2 separate regions of the Oryctolagus cuniculus genome follow, and region 2 is linked to region 1. Evidence: chromatin contacts called from public Hi-C data. All regions are on one chromosome and are shown on one strand. The core of a region is the stretch at or near the end of the contact, and the rest is flanking DNA. Distances in the headings are between cores, read along the strand shown. Region 1 overlaps CRIM1 (cysteine rich transmembrane BMP regulator 1). Region 2 holds the start of CRIM1 (cysteine rich transmembrane BMP regulator 1).

Evidence for each region. A called contact is a pair of places that touch in the nucleus more often than the background predicts.
Region 2: a contact with region 1 is called in a Hi-C map of an unstated tissue, with 2.0 times the contacts expected there. The contact joins the promoter of CRIM1 here to the enhancer-like site in region 1. A contact is called at or near these places in 2 of 6 Hi-C or Micro-C datasets (ear pinna and an unstated tissue).

The regions. Positions count from the first base shown.
Region 1 is chr2:166,341,062-166,346,478 of mOryCun1.1, reverse strand. It overlaps CRIM1 (cysteine rich transmembrane BMP regulator 1), which reads left to right. Exons shown (of 17, transcript XM_051842985.2): 5 at 4,688-4,809. Among named protein-coding and RNA genes, the nearest start is that of CRIM1, 110 kb to the left of the region's middle. Within about 2 kb of position 1,923, at least 1 of the 8 cell types and tissues checked has an H3K27ac peak or open chromatin away from gene starts, as enhancers often do.
Region 2 is chr2:166,456,574-166,461,641 of mOryCun1.1, reverse strand. It overlaps CRIM1 (cysteine rich transmembrane BMP regulator 1), which reads left to right and starts at 3,087. Exons shown (of 17, transcript XM_051842985.2): 1 at 3,087-3,612. The coding sequence starts at 3,282.

The DNA.
Region 1 (5,417 bases), core at 674-3,173:
TTTATCAATCATTTCATTCATTATAAGACATGCTCCTATCCTAGAGGAATTCACTGGAGAAACAGTATGGTATTGATTTTGTATTATTAGCAGGTATACTTCAGGAGTTATGTCCCCTTGTCTGGTTTTGGAGGTGAGAGGAGAGAAAATTAATCCTGGAAAGGCCTTATAGGGTGAGTGGCCTTAAGAGCTGTGGGGAATTTGCTAGGGACAAAGGAGATTTGAAGCTGGGTGGGCACAGGAGTGATAGAGCCGGGGTTGGGGATTCAGTAAATGACAGATCCCTGCTGTTGCTAACTTGCGGGCTGTGGCACATGGGAACTGTAAGACAGGGAGAGGCCAGGTTTATGAGCACTTTGTAAGCTGTGCACAGGAGCTAGGACTTTGACCTTATGGCCTGCCTTGTCTGTATAGTCCAAGAAGCAAAGGACCTGAAGGAAAAAAGTAAGCATTCCCTGCCCTTCAGCCAGCTGAACCAGTCAGCCTGGGTTCCCAAGAAGGTGAGTGCCCTCTAGGGGTTTAGAAGATTTCTGAGAGCTGTTCAGCCTTGCACTCAGATGCCCACTAAGCTGAATCCATTACCTTCTCAAGGGGGGGGGGGGGGGGGGACAATAAAAAGCTTAACTAAGTCCCACCTGGCTGCAGCTGTGATTACATTATGCAAAAATTTATTAATGGGGTGCTTTGATTGATCATTATCTTAATACTGAGGATAACATTAGAGGCTTGCATTTTTTCTGGCAAATTGCAAATACAGGTTGCTTCTTGTTTGAAGTTAAAAAGCCCTTAGCTTACATATTATATGATCCCATTTATATGAATTATCCAGAATGGGCAAGTCCATTGAGACAGAACCTAAATTAGTGGTTGCCAGGAGCTGGGGGAGGGGGTTGCAGTGTTTCATTTTGAGATGATGAGGTACCAGTAACTGTTGCACAACTCTGTAAAAAAAAAAAAAAAAAAACCACTCAATTGTACAGTTTAACAGGTTGAATGTTAGGGCATGCGGCATATATCTCAATAAAGCTGTTTGGTTTTTTTTTTTTTTTTCTTAAGCTGTTTTGTTTTTTAAACCTCTTAGCACTTCTTCTCAGAGTGCCTTTTGGAGTTCACTGTATATAAATCTGAGCATTCTACTTCTCTCTTTCTTTTGTGCTTTTGTTAATTTTAGTCTTCTTTTCTTCATCTCCTATTCTTGTTCCATTTTAAAAATACAATGATGGTGCATGTACAGAAAGAGCTGTGGTATGAGTGCTTCCCACAGCGTAGAGTCACAGGAGACAGGAAGCATGGTGTTCAGGGGCTCAGAGGAAGAGGTGTGATCTCTGAGGAGTGATTATCTGGGAAGACAGCGGACCAGAGGGCGGACCAGAGGGCTGGATGGGAGTGTTCTGGAGCCAGTAGGGCAAGCAGTGCAGACACAGCAGTGAGGGCTGGCCTGCAGAATCCAGTGTGGCTGCAGCATCAGGAAATGAAGGGGAACCTTGGGAGAGAGGCCTGGGAAAAGGATTGGTGGGCTTCAGGGTGTTCATGCCTGGTGGAGACATTGAGAAATGAGTCATTGAAGAGCTTTGACTGTGGGAGGGAGTCAAGGACCTGAGCTTTCTGATGACTGTGGCATGGGTTAGGTAAAAGGGGACCAGATCCGAGCTGGAAATTGGGGAGGGGGGCTCAGAAGCGCGGGGTAAGTGGTGACACCAACTTGCTGGAGCATCTCTCTCCCGGTCCTCTATCTTCTGTGCTCCTAACCCACATTTTCTCCCTTCCCTTGCTTGCTCCTCATCTGGGGACTGGGGTAAAAGATTGTGAGGGTGAATAAAAATGCAGAGAAAGGTGGTGAGGACAAGGCACAGTTTGCATGCTTCAGTTGCCCTGTAACTCAGCATTTCCTCTTCATGACTCAGTCGAAGAGAATCTAATCTCTCCTAGTAGAAAACACAGCAAACAGGAAACTCCATTTAATTTCAGGTCAGTTGATGAATCTGTATGCCTCACTACTGCCACTTGTAAAAGGGAAAAAATCCAGAGAATCTAGAATAATCTTGTGAAAGAATTTTTGTGTAACTACATTGGACTCACGGAGTTTGTAGATAATAGTAGATTTCCTGGGTCTTGTCAGAGTCTCCTTTTGTTACCTGGCAGAATGAAGGTAGACATATCTGTCAGAAGACACCTGCATTTGAGTTGTATTAAGTTGAACTCTATGGGATCGCTGTGTGTCTGTTTCTGACCTGTGGCAGTTTCATGAAGCCTCAACCTGGTAGAGAGCTGCCTGACAGATACCTGGCTTGAGCCCAGATTTTCACCTTTTGTGGTTCCTTCATTCTTCCTTCAGGAAGGTGCTAATTTCAGCTTCAGAGGAAGCTGTGAGAAATCAAGATAGCAACAGGCACAGAGGACTTTTGAGAGAGAAGTAGATAAGGGTATGGATCCAGGAGTACCAGCTAGCAGAACTCAGGGTGCCTGGATCCTTGGGTCTCTACTATGCAGTCATGCTGTGTTTAGATGTAAAAATTCTGCATAAAGAGTTTTCCTTTCCTAAGTGGGTTAGCAGACAGTAGTGTACAGTTTTAAATGTGCAAGGTGCTGAGCACAACCTCTATAGCCTCTTAAGCAATAGATACATGTAGATGTTTAGATATATGTAGATGTTGGGAAATAGGTCAAACATAGGAGGGAAAAAGAAGGTGTCTTTGACTTATTCATAGCCTTCAGTGTAGTATGATTTTTAACAGCCTAGCAGAAAGCTGAGCACCTCCATGCACACACATGTTCAGTGAAGGTTGCTGAAGTGTTGAAGGACAACACCCGAAGAAGTATTTTTTGGTTGATGGTATGTTCTTTGGTGTTCAAATTAGAGCAATTCCCTGAAACGCATCACGAGGCCAGAATGTGAACCCTAGAAGATGTACGCAAAAAGGTCATCTGTTCTTGGGGGATCCTTTCATTGTAATCACACCCAGAGCCTGGGATCAGGGTGTGGCTCCCAATACCGTAGCCTTATTCATCTATATTCTCTCAAGAGTTTAGGTGGTACAGTGTGTCAAGTGCAATAAATGTCAACAGTATGATGTTCCTGTCCCATCACAGCAGTATGATGATATGTCGCAGACTGCAGTGGCTACACACATGTGCCTTAAAGGGGTAACTTACTGTGCACAGAAAGCCCAGCTCACATTTACCCAGACCTTGAAGGTGACTGTCCTGCAGGAAACAGAGCATTCATTGAAAGCTTCCAGCTCAACTTGCATAAAACAGGCAGACATTTATTTTAAACCATAGACAGAAATACTATTGAGGAAAACTTTAGTTACCTAATACCCTTTTCTCCCAAAAATCTAAAAAAAAAAAAAATTACACCCGCACCCTTGACATAGAAGAACCCTGAAAAGACCTGTAGGGGTAGGGAATCATTCATACCATTCCTGCTGCTTTCGTGGTCAATCATGCAAATTTTAACCTAAATTCATTTCCTTCCTACTTCCACACTTAACTCTGATTATTGAGGCATCTGGTCTACAAGCTTAAGTTATCAAAGGTCCAAAGAAACAATAGGCAAACAAGCCAACACCGAAGTGAGGAGGAGCACAAAACCAGAGTTAATGAATATGTTAATAGCTCTTCCCTGCTGGGAATGTTGCCTCCCCTGATCTTGACCCCTACTGTACATAAATACCCACACACTTCCTGCCAGGATGTCTCTTTTTAGGATGTCTTCCTTGTACTCCTGTCAACCTGAGAATTCCCCCCTCACCATCCTCTGTGCTCTCTGACCCATACTTCTATCCCCAGGGGAGTCTCAGGATGGACGCTAGCTGCTGCTTCCTTGTATTACATTTTTATGCTGACACTCCACTGCCCCGAGCTTCTCATTTCCTGCCTATTTCATTTTAGTAGATACAGAAATTTGGTCTCTTATTTTACCTTCCCATATTCACCAGGTTTCTGTGCTAGAGCAAGAGCCAGTACAGCCGGCCGGCAGTTCGTTGGCCACTTCATTCATGCAGGTAGAGTTTAAGGCACATATTACAGCTTACAAGGTCCAATAAACTAAGGCTTTGAGTTTCCAGGATAGCCGGCAGGAAGTCCAGTTACCATATCATGTCCCCTATTTATAGAGTTTCTCAGTCTTCTTTTTCCCGTGGACACAATTATTAATTAATTGTTGCCCAAGTTGAAGGTGCTCCCAGAGAAAACCCCACCAATAAGATTGAAAAGCTAATAATTTAAACCTTAAAAGAAGAATCAGAACATCCCTGGGAAACACCACACATCAGTAGCCACAAAGCAAGAACACTGGGCTGCTTAGCACAGGAGCACTTGCCGTGTTAGCCCCGGTGAGCCTCGTGACTCCCACACGTCCGTACCATGCATGTAGAGATGGACTGAAAATGCTGGCTATGCACAGTGCCTGTCTGGTTAACCGAGAAAGGAGGTAATGCATTTTAGAAATATTTCTGTTACAATGATTCACATTAAAAAAGTGGGATGCATCTAAAGAATGTGAACCTCAGTTATTTCAAGAGCAACGTATGTTAGGGACCCGCTGTCCATCCCACCAGACACACGAGGCAGGGGCCTGTGGACCGTGTGCTCTGCCACAGCCACTGCCGCTTTGTTTGTGGTCTCCCAACTTCTATGTTGTTGTTTATTCATGGGGTTTTCCTTCCCTTTTCTTTGGTTTCAGATGCGAGTGTCTCTCTGGCTTATGTGGTTTCCCCGTGTGTGAGGTGGGATCCACTCCCCGCATAGTCTCTCGTGGAGATGGGACACCTGGAAAGTGCTGTGATGTCTTTGAATGTGTTAATGGTACGTGGGGTTTCTCTTGTTCTCAGCCAGTGTACATTTGTGTAGGAGGAGGTGGAGGGAGGGCTCACAATAGCAGGTTCTGCCTTTTACGAAGCAGGGAATAAGCTCAGAGACTTGCTGGAAGTCGTTTGAGATCCTGCCGTGCAGTCAAGGAAGTTAGCATGGGAACGCTGCTCCATCTATCAGAAAGAGAGTTTTGCAAATGTAATAGCAGATTGCATGTAGCAGTCATACTCTCCTGGGTTTCAGAATCTCAGGAGCTTGGAGCTTTCAGGAAAAGGATATGGAGCCAGTTATAATCCTCCTGGGTCACTCTGTGACCCAGCCCATCACTGTCAGGAGGTAATCCAACTAAAACCATGTGGGAGCTACCACCATTTAAAACAGAAAAGACCTTGTTTGTCTGGTTTAGCGTTTTTCTACTCAGAACGTCTGTGACCGCTATTGGCCTGCTTTAAGCTTGATCCTCGTGGCCCAGCAAAAAGGGGTCTTTGGTCACAAGATTTCCTCTAAGAGAATGTGCCTTTTCCTTTCCCATTCACAAGAGGGTTTGGTGTTTGGTGACGTGGTGTTCATTGAGACACTAGAAAGGAGTAAAACCCAAAATA
Region 2 (5,068 bases), core at 1,838-4,337, 110 kb before region 1:
CATTCCCAGCACATCAGCAAGAACTTGGATAGAAGTGGAGCAACCAGGACTCCAACTGGCATTCCGGAATCAGGTGCCAGTGCCACAAGTGGCAGTTTAACTACTGCTGCACAACACAAAACCTGCTCTCTGGATTGCTTCCATGACTATTAATTCCACAGCAAAAGGCCTCACTTAACTTGATTGGTTGGAGCAGATACATCCACCTGCATCTTCAAATCTCTCCAGTGCTTTCCAATCCCGACTTGAATTCCTGAAAGAAGCCAGCCTTTCTCACCTGTGTCTCTCTGCCTTCCAGGTATTTCAGCCTTTGAAGTCACAGGCATGGTGGACTTCCATATTGCCCCTTGTCTCTGCTCACTCTGTAGCTTTCCCTAATCCTTAGCTGACTACCTTGAAGACTAATTAAAAACACAAAAGAGTAAATGATGGGGCTAGCATTGTGGCTTAGCAGGTAAGGTCCCCTCATGGGACACCAGCATCCCAGTTTGTGGTCTAGGCTCCCTGCTAATGGCCTAGGAAAAGCAGCAGAAGATGCTCTCAGTATTTGGTCCTCTGCCACCCATGTGGGAGACACTAAGCTCCTGGCTCTTGGCTTCAGCCTGGCCCAGCCCTGGTCCTTGAGGCCATCTGGGCAGTGAACTAGCAGATGGAAAAGCTCTCTATCTCTCCCTCTCCCTCTTTAACTCTTTCAAATAAATAAGTATGTTTTTAAAGCAAAGGATAGCCCTCCTACCCCCCCCCTTTTTTTTCCAAACTACAGTGGCTTTCTCACTTCTTTTTTCTACCACTTGACCTTGGCTTTTCCTATTTGGTCCTACAATGTTATCTGCTACCTTTTAATGTCTTAATACTTGCATTTGCACAGAAATACAGATAATGGCATCCAAAAGAGTGAAAAGGGTCTTTAAAAAAAAAGTGTGATGACAACAGTTTGTAGGCACAACCCATGGTGAAGTGTGCTGGTGGCTTCTTGGGTTACCAGTAACAATATTTAACAGAGTGGTGTGCTTTATTTTCTTCAGTTTTGCTATTAGAAAACCTAGCCAGTTTTAAATGACTTTATGACTTAATACTCATGGAACTATAGGGTATGAGGTCCTTTGGAGATCATAGCCTGACTTCCTACACAACTGCAGGAATTGCCTATACAACAACCCTGGGAACATCGCATCAGCTCTTTTAATCCCTTTAGGCAGTGGAGTGCGCCTGCCCCTTCCCACTGCTGAACATCTTCCCCATAACCCTCTAATTCCCGGTGATAATTAAAAATACTTTCCATCCTCAGGACAAAGCAACATGACTGGAGAAATGTGACTAAGGGTATTCTCCTAGTAACTGACTTCTTGGGTCCGGAATTACCGTAAGTACAAATTCGTCCAACAAAGGCACTTTCAAAGGTATCTTTATTCCCTTTCTCCTTACAGTGCCACATACATTGACTTTGGGTTCTTAGTCACGATTTTCAGGATCCAAGTGGCTGCCACCTGCCAAGACCATCTTAGATCAGATGCCACACCTGCCACAGGATCGGGTATCTTTTCACGCTGATATAACTCACGTTTTGTGAGTTCACTAATTTCATTGACCCTGGTATCCATGCGTCTTGTGAATGGCGGGCCGGATCACGGACTGCCTCACACCCACTCAGCGGTCAGGGCCATCATCGTGGACGGCGTTCCTGATGGCCTCAGAAGAAAAGCCATCTCCACGTTGCGCAACACGTCGTTGCTTCTCGACGCGGCTTATCACAAAGAGTGCTTACGGCACATCCTCGTTACGAACAGATCCACAACCCACGGGAAAGAAGGAAAGAACGCCCAGCACCTGGGTCCACGAGCCTAAGAAAGCGTCAATGTCAGATGACACGAATGACGCGTGAGGTCTGCGGGTCTAGTCGCGTCAAGACTTGTAGGAAGCCGGTACTGGGCCTCCCTCCCGGGAGAAAAGACTGGGCTCTGTGGCTCTCCACTCCCCCGCTCCCACAATACGGCAGCTCGGCGCAGAAGGCAGAGCCACAAAACGCACAGGCGGGGGGGCACTCACAGTTGACCCCAAGCTGCAGCCCTGCCCCGCGCCTGCTCGCGGCCCCCCGCGGAGCAGCCGCCCAGACCCCGTTAAGCACTCGGAGCACCCGCGGCTCTGCCGGGGACTCCAGCTCCCGAGACTCCATTACATAATATCTTTTACAAAGTCTCTGCCCAGCTCGAGTGGAAGATGGATTCTCATCCAGTTCGCGGAGCTTCCAAGCCTTCGCTCCCCTATCCCGAGGTCCGGCTGCAGCTACTGCCCGGGCTCCGAGCTTCGGGGAGTGGAGCGCCGCTCTCCGAACTCAGAACAACTGGCCCCGGGAGGTGCCGGCGCCGAGCACTCCCGGCTCCCGGGCCGGCCGCGGCGGCCACCGTGCCAGGGGCGCTCGCGACGCCGCGGTTGTCGCCGCTCGCTGGGTGCGCCCCGAGCCACCGAGCCCGAACGGCGACTCGGCCGTGGGGCCGGCTCGGTGCGGCCGGCTCCGGGAGGAAGACGGAGGCGGGGGAGGAGGAGGAGGCGTGTGAGGGAGGAAGGGCCCAGCCGCCAGGGAGGGAGGGAGGGGGGAGGGGAGGGGGCCGGCCGGGCCGGGAGGGGTGGGGGGGCAGCCAATGAGCGGCGCGCGGTGCGGGGGGGGCGCGGGCTGGGGATGAGGTAGGAGGGGGAGGGCGCAGCCCGAGCGGCGGAGGCTCGAGCCATAAACAAGCGCCCGGAGGAGCCGCGCAGGAGTGAGGCGAGCGGGGCTCGCGGAGCGGACGCCGCGGACCTTGTGCTGCGCCACCGCGCCCACTCAGAGGCTCGGGAGGCGCGGACCGGCCCGCAGGCTGCGCCGCCGCGGGGCCGGCCGACTGGGAGGAGGAGGAGGAGTGGGCGCCGCCAGCCCGGGCTGGAGCCGAGCGCAGCCGCCGCCGCCGCCGCCGCCAGAAGTTTGGGTTGAACCGGAGCTGCCGGGAGGAAACTTTTTTTCTTTATTCCCCCTCCCTCCCGGGAGGAGGAGGAGGAGGAGGAGAAGGAGGAGGGGAAGCCACCGCTGCCGCTGGCGCCAACGCTAGTGGGCTCGGGGTCGGCGCGGCCCGCAGTGGGGGCGCGGGCCTCGCCCCGCGAGGGGAGGCGCGCCCCGGGGGCCCAGAGGGGGGCGGCGAGGACCGCGGGCTGCGGGAGCGGCGGCTGCGGCGCGTGTGCCCCGCGAAGGGGAGGGCGCCCGCCCGGCTCTCGGCCCGGCTGCGAGGAGGCGGCGGCGGCGGCGCAGGAGGATGTACTTGGTGGCGGGGCGCAGGGGGCTGGCCGGCTGCGGGCACCTCCTGGTCTCGCTGCTGGGGCTGCTACTGCTGCTGGCGCGCTCCGGCACCCGGGCGCTGGTCTGCCTGCCCTGCGACGAGTCCAAGTGCGAGGAGCCCAGGAGCTGCCCCGGGAGCATCGTGCAGGGCGTCTGCGGCTGCTGCTACATGTGCGCCCGCCAGAGGAACGAGAGCTGCGGCGGCGCCTACGGGCTCCACGGAGCCTGCGACCGGGGGCTGCGCTGTGTCATCCGCCCCCCGCTCAATGGCGACTCCATCACCGAGTACGAAGTAGGCGTCTGCGAAGGTACGGCTGCCCGCCGCCACCCCCCACCCACCCACCCCCGCCCTCCTTCGGCGCTGGCTGCGCCCAACAAAGTTTGGCCGAGACTTTCCCGAGGAGCGAGGGCTCCGCAGGAGGAGAGGCGGCCGCCACCCCCGGGCGCGAGCCCCTGCGTCGCTCGGTTCCCGCTCCCCGGGTACTTAGCCAGCCACGCGCGCGAGGTTGGGCTGCTTGGGTGGGGGCGGGCGAGTGGAAGGTGTCCGAGCCCCCCACCACCACCCCCGCGCGCACCCACCCACCCACACACACACGTGTGGCCACTCGAGGCGGGGACGCCGCGGGCGGGGCACTGCGGAGGCCGCGCGCGCGAGCCTCCGGGGCGTCCGCCCCCGCCCCCTGCCCGCACTGGCGCAGTGTGGCCGGTGCGCTGCGCACCGGCCCTGAAAAGTCCGTGTTCTGTCGTCCGAGGAGACGTGCCTCCAGCTCCCACTCCCGTGCGACTCTTTATTATTTTTTTTTTTCCCTCGCGCTCTTCCTTCACCCCCTTCCTCCTCCTCCGCAGATAAATCAGTTTCAGCTCAGGAATATGTCAGCCTAGGGGAAGTTGCAAACGGTGGTTACTCATTTATTTGCCTATGGAAAACGGTCAAAGGCTTTCTCTCCAGAAAGGAAAGAGGTGGGGGCTGCACCTGGCGGTGCAAAGTTGTTGCTCGCTGTCAGGGGCTGCTGTTTTAAGATCAGATGGCCGCGTGTCTCCAGTCTTGTTGCCGGTCCCTTCTTTTTGTTTGACAGCGGATTGGCCCTGATGGCTTTTCTCCAGGGCGCACTGTGCACCGCGATGGCCAGACTGCCGGAGGGAGAAAGCGTTTAGATGAGTGGAGCCGCCTCGTTGGGTACCCAGTGTTGGTGCGAGTCGCTGACATCCCTGTCCGCCACCCTCGGCCTCACGGTGCCTGGTCTGGTTGAGGTCTAGAGAGAAGCGCTGAGCTCTTTTTGTCGAGCGCCTGAGCAGGACTCGGTGAGCACCAGTTAAAAGTGGGTTCCCTGCTCGGGCGCACGATGCCATTGCGGGCCATCCTGGCGAGTGAGCAGAGCGCAGCAGTCTTATTTCTGGGGGAGCTTGGAGCAGGGACAGGCGCCCTCTGCCTAGTGTGTCTTCTGTACTACTTGGAGCCACACCTCAGAGGCCAGGGAGGGGCTTATTCTGGAGCATCCGCATGTGTATGTGTGTGTGTTTACTGTGCTGGGATACAGAGAAAGGGGGTGACAGCCTGGAGAATTTTTTAAAAAAATGTATCTATTAAAAGGCTTCAAGGCTGTGGTTCTTTTTAAGTACACGTACTTATTTATACCTGTGTCCTTAAGGTTTGCACCATTCTGTTGAATCGAGAGGCTTTCTGGTTTGGAAGCTACTGGGCAGTCTTAGGGATCTCTGGTCCCAGGGGAGGGACCGGGCTGTGCTGTGCACTTAGGACATTGG